Regions from separate parts of the Triticum aestivum genome. Here region 1 is linked to region 2. The links are chromatin contacts, called in public Hi-C maps. All regions are on one chromosome and are shown on one strand. The core of a region is the stretch at or near the end of the contact, and the rest is flanking DNA. Distances in the headings are between cores, read along the strand shown.

The links. A called contact is a pair of places that touch in the nucleus more often than the background predicts.
Region 1: a contact with region 2 is called in a Hi-C map of leaf, with 5 times the contacts expected there. The contact joins the promoter of LOC123070431 here to the promoter of LOC123070428 in region 2. A contact is called at or near these places in 4 of 5 Hi-C or Micro-C datasets (leaf and an unstated tissue).

Annotation. Positions count from the first base shown.
Region 1 is chr3B:470,247,641-470,254,393 of IWGSC CS RefSeq v2.1, reverse strand. It overlaps LOC123070431 (F-box/kelch-repeat protein At1g23390), which reads right to left and starts at 5,281. Exons shown (of 1, transcript XM_044493655.1): 1 at 3,709-5,281. The coding sequence starts at 5,110. The coding sequence ends at 3,839.
Region 2 is chr3B:470,066,856-470,073,196 of IWGSC CS RefSeq v2.1, reverse strand. LOC123070428 (chloride channel protein CLC-e) reads left to right here and starts at 3,392. Exons shown (of 7, transcript XM_044493654.1): 1 at 3,392-3,828; 2 at 5,908-6,295. The coding sequence starts at 3,541. It overlaps LOC123070430 (a long non-coding RNA gene), which reads left to right. Exons shown (of 5, transcript XR_006433677.1): 4 at 178-1,534; 5 at 1,646-2,396.

The sequences.
Region 1 (6,753 bases), core at 4,032-6,531, 180 kb before region 2:
GACATTATGATCATGGCACCATCAAGTTCAAATGCATTTTAACTCAATTTTCAGATTATGATCATGAGTAGATATGATCATGAGTAGTTATTACTGGAGCCACCATACAAACCATACACATGTCTAGATTAAACAAAAAGTATCATGTTTAACTGAATTTTCTGTGCAGGTGCATGTGTTGAGCTGCCTAAGTTGACATTGTTAGAATAGAACCTCAACTAATCACTCCAAACTTTCATAATTTCTGTAGTACTCCAAACTAGAGTAATTCCAGCAGTACCAAACAGTACTCCAAATTTGCATATGTTTAGTGACTGCATATGTTCAGTGACATAACAGTTTGACAGTTAGCAAAGTACAGTGATTGCGTATGTTCAAAATTGGCTGATCTGCTCTAATTCCACAATGCTAGGAATAATTGATCTAGACAAACATTCAATTTCACCAGATGACTATCAATTGCACCGTGAAAATTGATGGTAAATTTTAACAGTTTGGAGTATAGATTAACTGAAACCTGACATTTTAACTGAATTTTACCTTTTTCCTTCCTTAGGAAAACAAGCTCTGGCGGCAACACAAAGAATTCAGTTAACACTATTTTTTGCATAATTGTTGTTGTCAGTTAACTGAAACTACAGCACATTCCAATCAATTGGCTGCAGTAAAGAACTGAAGAGATGCTATGATAACAACTGCTCTATTTGTTCTATCTAATCTGTTCTTTTTTATTTAAGAAAAATATAAGCATGCATTTACCAGTAGGCGAGATCATCTAGCTACTTTGTAGTGTTATTGTTGTCTAAATAGGAACAGTTTACCTCATTAAAAGTACAGCCATCTCCAAAAGTACAGCACATTTAACCACTGAACATTTACCTGGTGAGATCTTTAGTCATGCATCCTAATTCAGACGTTGTTGTGTGTATAAGTAATCTGTCAGGAGTGTTTATTTCCACGCATGCATTATCAAATTGGCTGTGAGCCGTAAGGTGGAATGCTTAGTATTTTTGCTCATACAAGAAACTTGCTCAGTTCGATTAATTCAGCTCCAATGGCGGTATCTATAAGACATAGAAGTGTGCAATTTTCTGTATGTGCTCTCATATTTTTGCTCATGCATGCTTTTTTCAGTTAGTTTTTCCCACATTTTGGAAAGAATCATGCACAAAGGAAACAAACACTTCATCTGATGGTGTACCTTCTTCAGCTAGCAGTACTCTGATGGAGTACCTTCTTCAGAGGGCAAATAGCACCAGCAGCAGCAGTCACAGCGGCAGTCAACAACAACAACAGAGGAGCAGTAGCATCAACACAGATCAGCAATAGAAGCACAGGCAGAGGAGAAGTAGCATCAACACGGGAAGAGGAGCAGGAGCAGCACGGGCTAGCTCCACCGGCGGCAAGGGAGAAACAGAGGAGAAACAAGATGCAGCAGCACGGGCTAGCACCACCGGCGGGCACGCAAGCAGAGAAGGAGCACCACGGCGGCGCGTGGGAGCTCGACGAGGACTCGCGAGAGACCACGGAGGACACGCGCGAGCTGCTGTCCACCGGATCGTGGAGGCCGGCTCCGGCAATGCCCGTAGTTGGATCGCGGTGGCGCACGGGAGGCAGCTGAAGGTGGACTTGAGGGAGCACGAGGAGGACTCGTGGGAGCTCTAGGACGATGAGAGGGAGCTCCTGCTCCCCCGGATCGTGGTGGCAAATTCCGGCGACGCCCGCAGGTAATCGCCGCGGGAGGGGATTGCGGCGGCGCAAGTCTGGGCGGCGGTGGTGGAGCAAGTACTTGGCGACGGCGACGGCGTTGAAGGTATGTGGCGACGGAGGCGGAACACTTCCTGGCGAGCGGCAATCACGCAGCTTGGCGGCGCCGGCCCCTGGAGACGCACGGGCGACGGCGGAGGAAGACGACGGGGGTGGAGGGACTTGTTTGTGATTGTTTTGAAACTATGAGGGGCTTTTTTTTATAAAATTGGCAATGAACTACGCATGCGACATGTTTTTCGGGACGGAAGGAGTATGATGCTAAGCTTATGGTTGGGTATTGTCCATCACATCATTCTCCTAATGATGTGATCCCGTTATCAAATGACAACTCATGTCCATGGTTAGGAAACCTTAATCATATTTGATCAACGAGCTAGTCTTTAGAGGCTTACTAGGTACATGACGTTGTTTATGTATTCACACATGTATTTAAGTTTCCAGTCAATACAATTCTAGCATGAATAATAAATTTTTATCATGAACAAGGAAATATGATAATAACTAATTTATTATTGTATGTAGGGCATATTTCCAACAAGCATGACTATAGGAGTCGACATTACCAGCCACCGAATCTAAAGAGAGGAACACTCACGAAAACCCTTCAGTGGTTGTCGCAATCCGCAACTCGAGAGGTCAGGCCTGAAGAAGACCGCTGCTCATTGGCGTCGTCACATGGAGACCGTCACAACATGTCAGAGTGGAGACCCCATCTTACGACCCCGCCGTATCCTGACACCACACTTGCCATCACCAACGGTGGAGCACATGCCGCAACCTTACTAGCGCTATCCCCGTGGATCTGGTGGGGACATGCTGGAGATTGCTCGTCCGAACGTCTTAGGCTCGCCCCGGCGACCACAGGACGAACCCGTTTGATTGGAGCCACCACCCATCGGCAGGAGCTGGTAGCCGTGACAAACAGCGCCAGACAATCACATCCAGGAAGGATCCATCATTAGTTGAGCCTTGAATGGCAGGGGAGCCACACAGATCTCACCAAGAGCAGCCACCTGGACAGATCTAATGAGAAGCAGCCGCGGGGACGGATCTGGTGAGAAGCAGCCAGACAATCACATCCAGGAAGGATCCAACATTATTGGAGCCTTGAACGGCAGCGGAGCCGCACGGATCTCACCAGCTGCCTGGACAGATCTCACGTGAAGCAGCAACCAATCACATCCAAGAAGGATCCAACATTAGTGGAGCCTTGAACGGCAGCGGAGCCGCACAGATCTCACGAGAAGCAGTCGCATGATCACCCGGGGAGAGGGGAGTGGAGGAGAAAGAGATCCCGTCACCACCGGCAACCATGCGGGACTTTGCCCCGGAGGTGCTGACAGGCGGCGACGAAAGCAAGAGGCCGACGAGAGGGTCGGTGTGGTGACGGCGTTGGTGCCGCCCTAGTCGCCTAAAACAAGTGACGAGGTGTCTGTTTGGTTTCATCAAGAGAAAAGCTCACAACAGCGGTTGATGGTTGTTGATTGATTCAATCTACAATCTACTCCCTTCAATCACTAGTACACGATGTTCTATTTTTTTTAAAAATCAAACATACATAGACACGTTTTAGTGTAAGGAACTCCTTTGCGGACAATAATTCACGGGACGATTCCTGAACGACAGCTGATGCAATGGTTCTCCTGTACACGGCCGACACGATGAAAGGCTTCGGCCAGTGGCGAAGCCACTCATCAGCTGGGTAGTCAATTGACTACCCAGCTTTTTGATGAAACTAGCATATGCTTGCAAAAATGTTGAATTTTTTTGTTTAATTTTGTGTACTTGACTACACAATTTAAAAATGACTACACAAGACTGCAGTTCTGGCACCGCCATTGGCTCCGGCCACACGTCGTCCACAAATCGTCTTTACATTGTCGTCCGTATAGCATTGCTCTTTAGTGTATTTATTACTCACTCATTTCAGTCAGTCCATTGGGTTTGAAGATTCCTGAAACTTGAATGATATACAAAGCATCTTATGTTTATGAACCGAGGGAATGATATACAAAGCATCTTAAATTTATGAACCGAGGGAGTATTTTATTTAACTAAAAACTGTGTTTCACTGTACATCCGCACATGCACGTTGTGGGCCCAGAGGTGATAGTCCACGCGACAGCTCGAGCTCGTCCAACCCCACCGGCGAGCACGCGAGGATGACGCGGCCCAGCGGCTCGGCGCGGACCGAGGGCGCGCACGGCACCCACTCCCACCGCTCCACGGCGCCCCCCGTCTTCCCCTCCTGCAGCTCGTAGAGCACGGCGCCGTTGGCTGGCTCGGCCGAATTGTACACGTACCCTCCGGTGGCGTTGCCGCACACCGCGATCGACGGGAGCGTCTCCCCGTCGTCCTCCTCGTCCTCGTCGTGGGGGAAAAGCCTCGCCGACATCTCGCTCGGCATTGCGTCGTGGCCCGCGCCGGGAGGCAGATCCAGAGTGTCGCCGTCCACCTCCCATGCTTGGATGACGACTTTGTTCTTTGCCCCCTCGCCTTCGCGCTTCGCTCCGAAAAGGACGAGCTGCTCGGCGCCGGCGCGACCAGGCGCGACGCCCCACGTGGAAACGCCGGCGTCTGGTTTGAGGCGACGGGTTGGACCCCACCGCCGCATCGACGGATCGAACCAGCTCGCACACCCGGTGGTTCTGTCCGCGAGGTACACTCTGTGATCCGTCGCGGCCACCGAAAGCCACGTTGCTGCCGCCGACTCGCGGAGCGCCGCCGGCATCGGATCGCAGGCCGCCCAATTCCCGCGCTCGTGGACCTCCACCGCGGCGGCGTCCTCTCCCTCGGCGAGCGCAAGCTGGCACGCGCCGCCGAGGGCGACCACGCGGTCGCCCACCGCTGCCAGCACCGGGTCGACGCGCCACACGCCGGGGGCCTTCATGGCGACGCACGCGGACGTCCCAAGAGGGTCGCCGGCGACGTCGAGGCCGGAGCAGGAGAGCGCGCACACCCGGTCGCCGCGCGCGCCGCGCAGGAGGCGCACGTGCGACGGCGTGGCGTGGCGCGGGGCCTGCACGGTGAGCCACGCGCCGGAGTGCGGGTCGTAGGCCGCGGTCCGGCGGCGGCGGCCGTGGAGGTGGACCACGAGCCAGGGCAGCCGCCGCGGGCGCCGGCGCAGCGCGGACCGCACCGCGCGGAGCCACTCGCGCGAGACCCCCGCCGCGGCGGCGAGGTCGGGCGCCGGCACGCGCTCCACCACCGACTCGAGCACGTCCCCGTACAGGTACAGCGCGGCGAGCGCCGGCGACTCCTCGCCGCCGTCGTCGGCCTCGCACCCTTCTTGATGGTGCCGCCGGTGCTTCGGCTCGCTGGCTGGGATGCTCACGCCCATTTTCGAAACTCCGATGCCACGAGTCCACGCAGGACAAGCTGGACAGCCACTAGCCCACTACTAGTCCTAGGACACAGTTTAGATCTGCACCCGCACTGACGAGCTAAATAGACGAGGCGGAGTGTTTACGAAGACATGGCCACTTGAGTAGTGGAACCCGAAATAATTGTAAGTGGGACTAAATAAACGTTTAACGTGCACTTGGGCTTTGGTTCCTTTGAAAAGGGGAACGACAAGGACGTAAAGACTTATCTTTTCGCCGCCGAACCTGAACGGAGCCAAGCCATCTGCGTTCGTCGGGGCCCTGCAAGATATTATCGTCCGCTGCTGCTGACGCTGAGGCAGCTGACCCTTTGTTTGTTTGTTTTTTTGAGGGGCTCTAGTGCACCATCAGAGGCAATGTCTGAGCTTACAAAGTCTGGCGCTACAAGGCGCCAAGAATGGCACAACTCCCTACAGCAACTCTCCCTAGCTAGTCTATGAGCGACTACGTTTGCGGAGCGACGAACCCAAACAACTCTAACCTCTTGGAACTGGGTAAGTAGCTCCTTGATCTCCTGGACGACCTGACCCATCATCGAGAGATCCTTCTGGATGTTGTTGATCTTCCGAACCGCGTTCGAGTCCATCTCGAACACCACCTTCTGGACATCATTTTCTTGTGCTAGAAGAACACCCCGACGGCATGCTAGGAGCTCGGCAACTTCTGGATCCGACGTAGCTGGGAAAAAATGGCACGCTCCTGCCACGAACGCGCCATGGTGGTCTCTAAGGACCGCTCCACCTCCTCCTGATCCTCCTTGCTTAGCTAGTGCACCATCAGTATTGACCTTCATCCACCCTTCTTCTGGTTTCGTCCAGACATCTTTGTTACGCACAGTTGGCGGCCTCACATTAGTTTCCTTGATCGCCTCCCACTCCTGATCAAGATAAATCACTCTGTCTGCAATCAGGTTCGGGTCCTCTATACGTCCACTATCCCGTGCGTTGTTCCTTGCAAGCCACAGTTCATACCACACCCTCATGACCACCCTCTTCTCCTCATTCGATGCTGCCGCCAGCTAATCCAACACCCAGGTTCGCATATTATCTACCCTGTCAATATGTGTGGGCAGCAGCGCCAGGGGCGCCCCAACACCATTGCCAAGCACTTTCCAGAACTGCATCGAATGAGGGCAGCGCCACATTCGATGAATAACTGTCTCTTTTCTTCCACACGCTATACAGAAGACCCCAGGCTTTACATGCCGTCGCAGCAGTTCAGCCCCTACAACCAAACCATTTTTTAGCAAACACCAACCATGGATCTTGACCTTGTTGGGGACGTCCGCAGCCCATAGCTCCATCCAGCTCCGATGCTCAGCCACCGAACTTGACGAAGAGGCCAGTGCCTTCGACGCCACTTTGAGAGACATACCCAAGTGGTACGCCGACCGAACGGAAAAAACTCCATTTTTAGTATAATTCCATGCCAGGAAGTCCTCCTTTCCTGGTCCTCCGATCAAGATCTGTCTTATATCCTGCACATCACTCGGAGTAAAAACCTGCAGCAGTTTTTCCTCATCCCATGTCGTGCCTTCCGGTGTAAGCAGGTCAGCAACCTTTACAATGTTCGGTACATATGTGGCACCCAGCGGCACCAT
Region 2 (6,341 bases), core at 2,143-4,642:
ACTTTTTTCCAAAATTCCTATTCACATGTTATCAAACCATAAAGATCAATATCTTAAAACTTTAGTAGAATTAATCTGCCTTTATTTCTGGACTCTAGCATTTTGTGCTTCTTCACAAGTTCCAAGTTGTTATTTGGCGATTAATTTAATTTGGGTTCTTGGCACTCGCTCGTGCAGGTTATGACTATGCCGTAGGTGACGTGCGGAAAGGCGACCAAAGAGTACATGAAGAATTCTTGCTATCAACTAGGGCTGGATGCCCCCAGGAAGAATGCCGTGAGTCAACTTTAATGACTAATATGTTAATTTCTTCTAGCTACACAATATGAGATATTGCTTCTTAATTAACGCTTACTGCTACGTAGTAAGATGACAATGGGATTTTGTTTCTCGAGTTGGCACTCAGTAGTAAAAGTGGTTTATACTTCGAATAGTTGAGCAGAAAACTGGCGTGTCATGGCTCCTAATGTTACAGAGCAAGTGGACAGACTCTATCCCCCCCCCCCCTCTCTCTAGACTTTGTTTTCTAGGTTTGGTTGGGTACAAAAGGCTAGATTCTGGTATATATTCATTGATGCAGAAGCTAGAAGCTCATTGATATTATTTTTCTTGCCAAACATACAAAGGATTGTGCATAAAACTTCCAGCTTGAAATCTACATCTGGGTTACGAGCTTTCTCCAGAATTTAAGAACATCGTTGTGGACATTTAGATATTTTTGTAGTATTCTTCAGGGTCTTGACTTAATTTCTTTTCACACAGTAAAATATTAATTATATGTTGTACAGTAGTAGTACTGTGCATACTATGTACTCAAGTTTATTAAAGTCAAAGCAGGAAAGGAGATCAGAGTTCAGGGCATGTTCAGCTCCACCCATGCATCAAGGGAAATATATACGACGCAAATGATAACGTGTTCTGCTAGATGACATAGTACAAGGTTCAGCAGCGACGACATGATCTCAAACATGCCACTGGCATGGCACCTATACTAAACTTGATTTGTTCTCTCAATATGGAGTGTTAATCTTCTCCTCTGCATAGTACAAATATTCCCTTAGCTCAAAGGATATAGACATGGTGAGTTTGGTTGGAGGAAATAAGAATGATTTATAAAAGTAATAAAAGGGAGATAATGCTGCTTGATGTGTATGGGGATTCTGAAGATATATATGATTGATACTTTCCCTGCATGATATAGATTAGTCGAGGTTTGCGAAGTTCTCTATAAAAGAACTATGTGGGGTTCTATTATTGTATTATTTCTAACACGTAAAATATTTAGGCCCCCGTTGCATTGCAAGGGCAATCAGGTCATGGCAGAATCAAGTAGGAACTAGGAAGTAGGAAGGGACCAGTCCCGCCCCCAGCGACAAAGACTCCGACAACGGTGACGGCAGTGTGTCCCGGCGAGCGTGAGCAATGGAAGCATAATCTCCAAGTAACTGACCAAGACGTTGTCCAGGTCACACGTCGAGGACTTCCTGCCGCCACCTTGGCTGCTGTTGTTGTCCCCTCAAATAAGCCATATAAGGTTAGTTCCATACACTGCAAATGCAACTTGCAAGCATGGGGACATGTACAGAACACAAGTGTCATACACACAGAAATCATCAACTTTGTGTTTTAATTGTCTGAATTACAGGCATCCCTAGCTGCACTTGCAGGTCAAAAACATGTGCATACTTCGGTAGGCACAACAAGCAGACCTATACAAATTTGCTACAAAGGCCTGAGCTACTGAATATATATACCTGTAATAAAAAGAGGCTTTCCTATCGTCCTCTTTCATGTTCAAGTTCCTAATGAAGCAGCCATGAAAGACTGGGTCAACAATGAAATAAAATAGAAAACTAAACCCACTGTTCATGATCTTTGTGGAAGAAAACACATACGATTCTTATTCTGTAAGAGTTGTTTGTCTTTTGAGTTACTGCATAGGCAAAATGCCAAAATTCAGTGTAGTCTTTTCGGTTAATCTCATCATCATGTAATTAATATTCTGTGAAGACTACAATATACAGCGAGGCAATGAGAAGAACTGGACCTGGTGTGTGAGTGTATAAATATACAAGAAGCTATTTTTATCCAATCTTGCTATTAATGACCATGTGGTGTAATCTTGGGCTATTTGTTGTAAATAGCTAAAAGTGGTTCATAATTCTTGGTGTGTTTTGCTGTTTCTTGCGCTGGAGGATCTGCTCCTTCCCCACGCGTGCCCGCGAGGACAAGGAGTCATAGTGGTGGCCACTAGCAGCGCCAGAAGGAGCGTCCATTCAAGCACATTCAACCAGGATGGTGTGCACGTTTTTTTTAAAAGCTCAGGCTCCTCTTTCTTACATGAGTTATTCTTAATTATTGATTTGATCTGTAGGATTTACATCAGGTTGGCACAATTTGATGAACTTGAATTGTTTTATGTTGGTCATTATAATTTTTGTGAGTTTTTGTTGTTAGCCCGTTGCAACGCACGGGCACTTTTACTAGTAAAAATATCATGCGAACAATAATAAAACTGCCACACTCTCAATAACCAAATCACCATCCTCTTAACAATAAAATGCCATGCTCTCAATAATAATATTGTCATGCTATTAACAGTAAAACTACCATGCTGTAATAAAACTGTGATTCTCTTAGTAATAAAACTGCCATGTAAGACATCAATATTTTTTTTTCAAAAAATGGTATGAATAAGAAATACAATTCCCAAAGTTTGCCATGCGGCATTACAAAAGGACATAGAAATTGCCATGTTTTGGAACACACAAAAATGTCATGGATTAAAATTAAAAATAAATTGCCATGCTACCTATAACTAAAAATGCACATGACAAGTTTAGAAAAAAAACCCAGTAAAAACATCAGGATTTTTTCTTTCAAAATAAAAAAATAAGGATTTTTGGATTATGTTTTCAAAAGGAAAATCCACTTAAAAAAATTTAGGTTTGACATACATATGGCAGCTTCGTAGCAAGTGTTCACAAAAACCCACTACGGTCGAGTGGTAAGCACCCTGAGCGCTGCTATACACACGATACACAGCAGACGATCTCTGCCCGATAGAGCACATCAGTGCGTCCAAGCAGATCATCGGACGATGGATTGGCCATCATGCAACTGCCGTGCACTCAGATACACCCTCGTCCAAGAAAACGTGTAACAGCGAACGAAATCTACGTGACATCGGCTTGTGTCAAGATCCGTACAAAGACGGGGAAGGCGTTCGCTGGGATGAGCTCCCTGGCTGCCGTTTGCCAGATATTATTTCCGTTTATCTCAGAATAGTTGGGCAGAAATCGAGGGAAAGAGCACAGGCGAGAGGATAAACGTTGCGGATTGTTGTCCACCAGACTATACCGAGGAAACTAATAATGAGAAAACAGCCCTCCTCGTCTGGAAAGGCCGGAATTCCCCAGAGGCGTTTTTTTGCCTTGAGCCTCCAAAGATGAGAACAGTGCAGCTTCGAGCCCCTACTAGAACAGCATAGCACTAGCAGAGATGAGATAGCTGGCTCTACCGGTCCCGCAATCGGAATCCATGGCGCCAGCCGCGACCCCGTGCTCCCCGCGTCTCCTACTCGCCTCGTCTGCATCTCCGCCTCCTCTCTTCCGCGTCGCGGCCCGCCCCCTGCTGCCCGGTACCCGCCGCGGGGGCGTGCGCCTTCGGGTTCGATGCGGAGCGGCGGACGAGGAGGCCGAGGTTCGGCGGGGGGAGCAGGTTAAGGCGTCCGTGGAGGAGATGGCGCCCGGCCTCGACCTCGTCACGCTCGCAGCCTGCCTCGTGGGCTTCCTCACAGGCGTCTCCGTTGTCCTCTTCAATCTTTCCGTAGGTGCTTGCGAACCACACTATGGTTTGATTCTTTCAGAATTTCAAATTGGTTCAACAGTCACTCAACTGCTGCACGAATCATGCAACTAATGCTTTTGTGGTAGTTTTCTACTCCCTCGTCTCATAATATAAGAGCGTTTTTGGCAGTAGTGAGGGAGTAGTAGATAATGGTAGTGAACTTCCCTTCGGTGTTTGCATCGGAAGATGTACGCATTCAAATTTATTACTACCTCTGTTCATTTTTATAAGACGTTTTAGGCATTCAGACACTGTTCAAAACAGTACACAGCAAGCTGTGTGAAACGTCTTATAAAAACAAACGGAGGGAGTACTGTACTTCATTACAACATTCACGCTCAATGGCTCTGAGGGAAATCATAAGCTACATAAAGCTTGTGCGAAATCCAACATTACATATCAAACCAACTGTCATCCCAAATGGAACATAAATCCCGTGGTAGTCCAACTCCATCTGCTCCTGCAGTAAGGGCCATGACAGCAGCCAGTTGGCACATATAAGAAGATCACCGTTGTCATTCCTGTATGAGGTGTAGCCAGTTGTAAAAGCTTGATGATCCAACCTAACCATGCTCACATCAGAAGCTATTTCGTGGAAGGTAATCAGAAGCACTCATTATAGCTCAGACACCTGCATTTTATTCTATCAAGTAATTGAACTTCATGTATCCGTGATTTAGCTCGTCATACTGAAAATTAAAAACGAGGACCGCCTTCACCACCTTAAAAAACCGATGGCACCTTCCTACCTGCCAAAGTTCTAGCTTGATTTGATTTTCATTCATAAGTCGGATGGATATTGATGCTGAATATACGAATGAACAATACCTTCGAAGCATTGCTCATATCTCCAACATATAGCTTAGGGGGGCTAGCAGTTTCTTTCAACTCAAACTCAGCATAGCCTCATGTCTTATTCGGATCGACAAGGAGCAGACTGCAATTGTGCAGCTGTGTCCAGCTGAGACACGATGCCAAGGGTGGTGAGCCTAGCTGCCTACCAGTTTGGAAGCAACCATGTCCTAGCTGGACATGACACTGGCACTGTTGGAGCTGACCGGAGTAGCTCCTCATCTTCTTCTACCTCTCTACCTCTCAATCTCACTCCAGTAGCCAACAAACGCACTGACCCGACCATAACAGCCAGCCACTAACTAACCCATGCACTAACACAGGACTCGGCTAGCACAGGCACACATGCAGCTAACAAACTTGCCAGGCCATGGCGCACACCATTGCCTGACCTAGACCGACACGGTGGACACGAACGCGAGCATGTACTCACGTGCCACCGGGACACAGATGCACATAGGTGTTGCAGACTCGAAAACACACGTCATAATGCGCGACGCACACACATGCCATGACCGGACACGACGTGGTTTATTTTCCTAACAGGCACAGCTAGGTGTCAGACCATGGATTCGTCACATTAATTTGATGGCTTGCTATGTTGAAAGATACCTTAAACCTATAAGGTTCAAGTGAGGTTTCAAACTGTTATGAAGTTGGATAAGAGTATCTTTTTTGTTTTTGTTTTTGTTTTTGTCTTTTGGAAATGGAAGTTTTTATTGATTCATCACCATGTATGATGTATCTAGATGATACAATCACAAAAGAGTTCGGCTTCTGGAGGTCAGAGTATCTGTTTAGGCTGCCTCCTATATATAAGAGGGAGCTGTGCCCATGAATAAAACAAGCAACATAACTCCAAATCATTATTTCTCCGATTTCTCTCGTGCCTTCCCCTCTAATCCCCCTGAATACCTGAACAACATGGCCTTAGGCTGAAAACGTTCAGTATATTGCGACACGTGTTACGTTACAGTACAGGATGCGGCACCCCATCTTTGGCTAGGTTCCAATTCCGAATTCTGTAGGTGTCCACCAAATGTTGGGTGAACTTGAAACTTCAGGTCTTAAGTCAGAATGATACAATTTGAAAGTTTAGGCACCTTGTTGCATTTTGCTACTGATGGGAATCATTTTTAAATATTCACGTTGTTAGTTTAAGTACATGTTATTGCTTCTTTGGATGTATTTTTTTTTTTACCATAGGTTCATGAAATACGGGACCTGCTTTGGGATGGCATACCACTGCGAGGCGCTTCGTGGCTGAGGGAAGAACCCACTGCTGAAATTTGGCAGAGAGTGATATTTGTTCCCGTCAGTGGAGGCATCATAGTTGGAGGGCTGAATACGCTAAGAAGTTCTATCAAAACAAACTCAGATGGCTCTGTTTCTAATATAAAAGGTGTGTTTAGGCCATTCTTGAAAGCTGTGGCGGCATCTTTCACTCTCGGAACTGGCAACTCTCTGGGGCCTGAGGGACCCAGCGTGGAAATAGGTTCTGCTATAGCGAAAGGATTTGGAAATGTGTTTGGGTGGGAAGGCGGAAAAAAGCTGTCTCTTGTGGCAGCTGGGTCAGCAGCTGGCATTGCATCTGGTAAGTTCTACATCCCCAATTGTTTATATATTTTGTTACAAGGTAT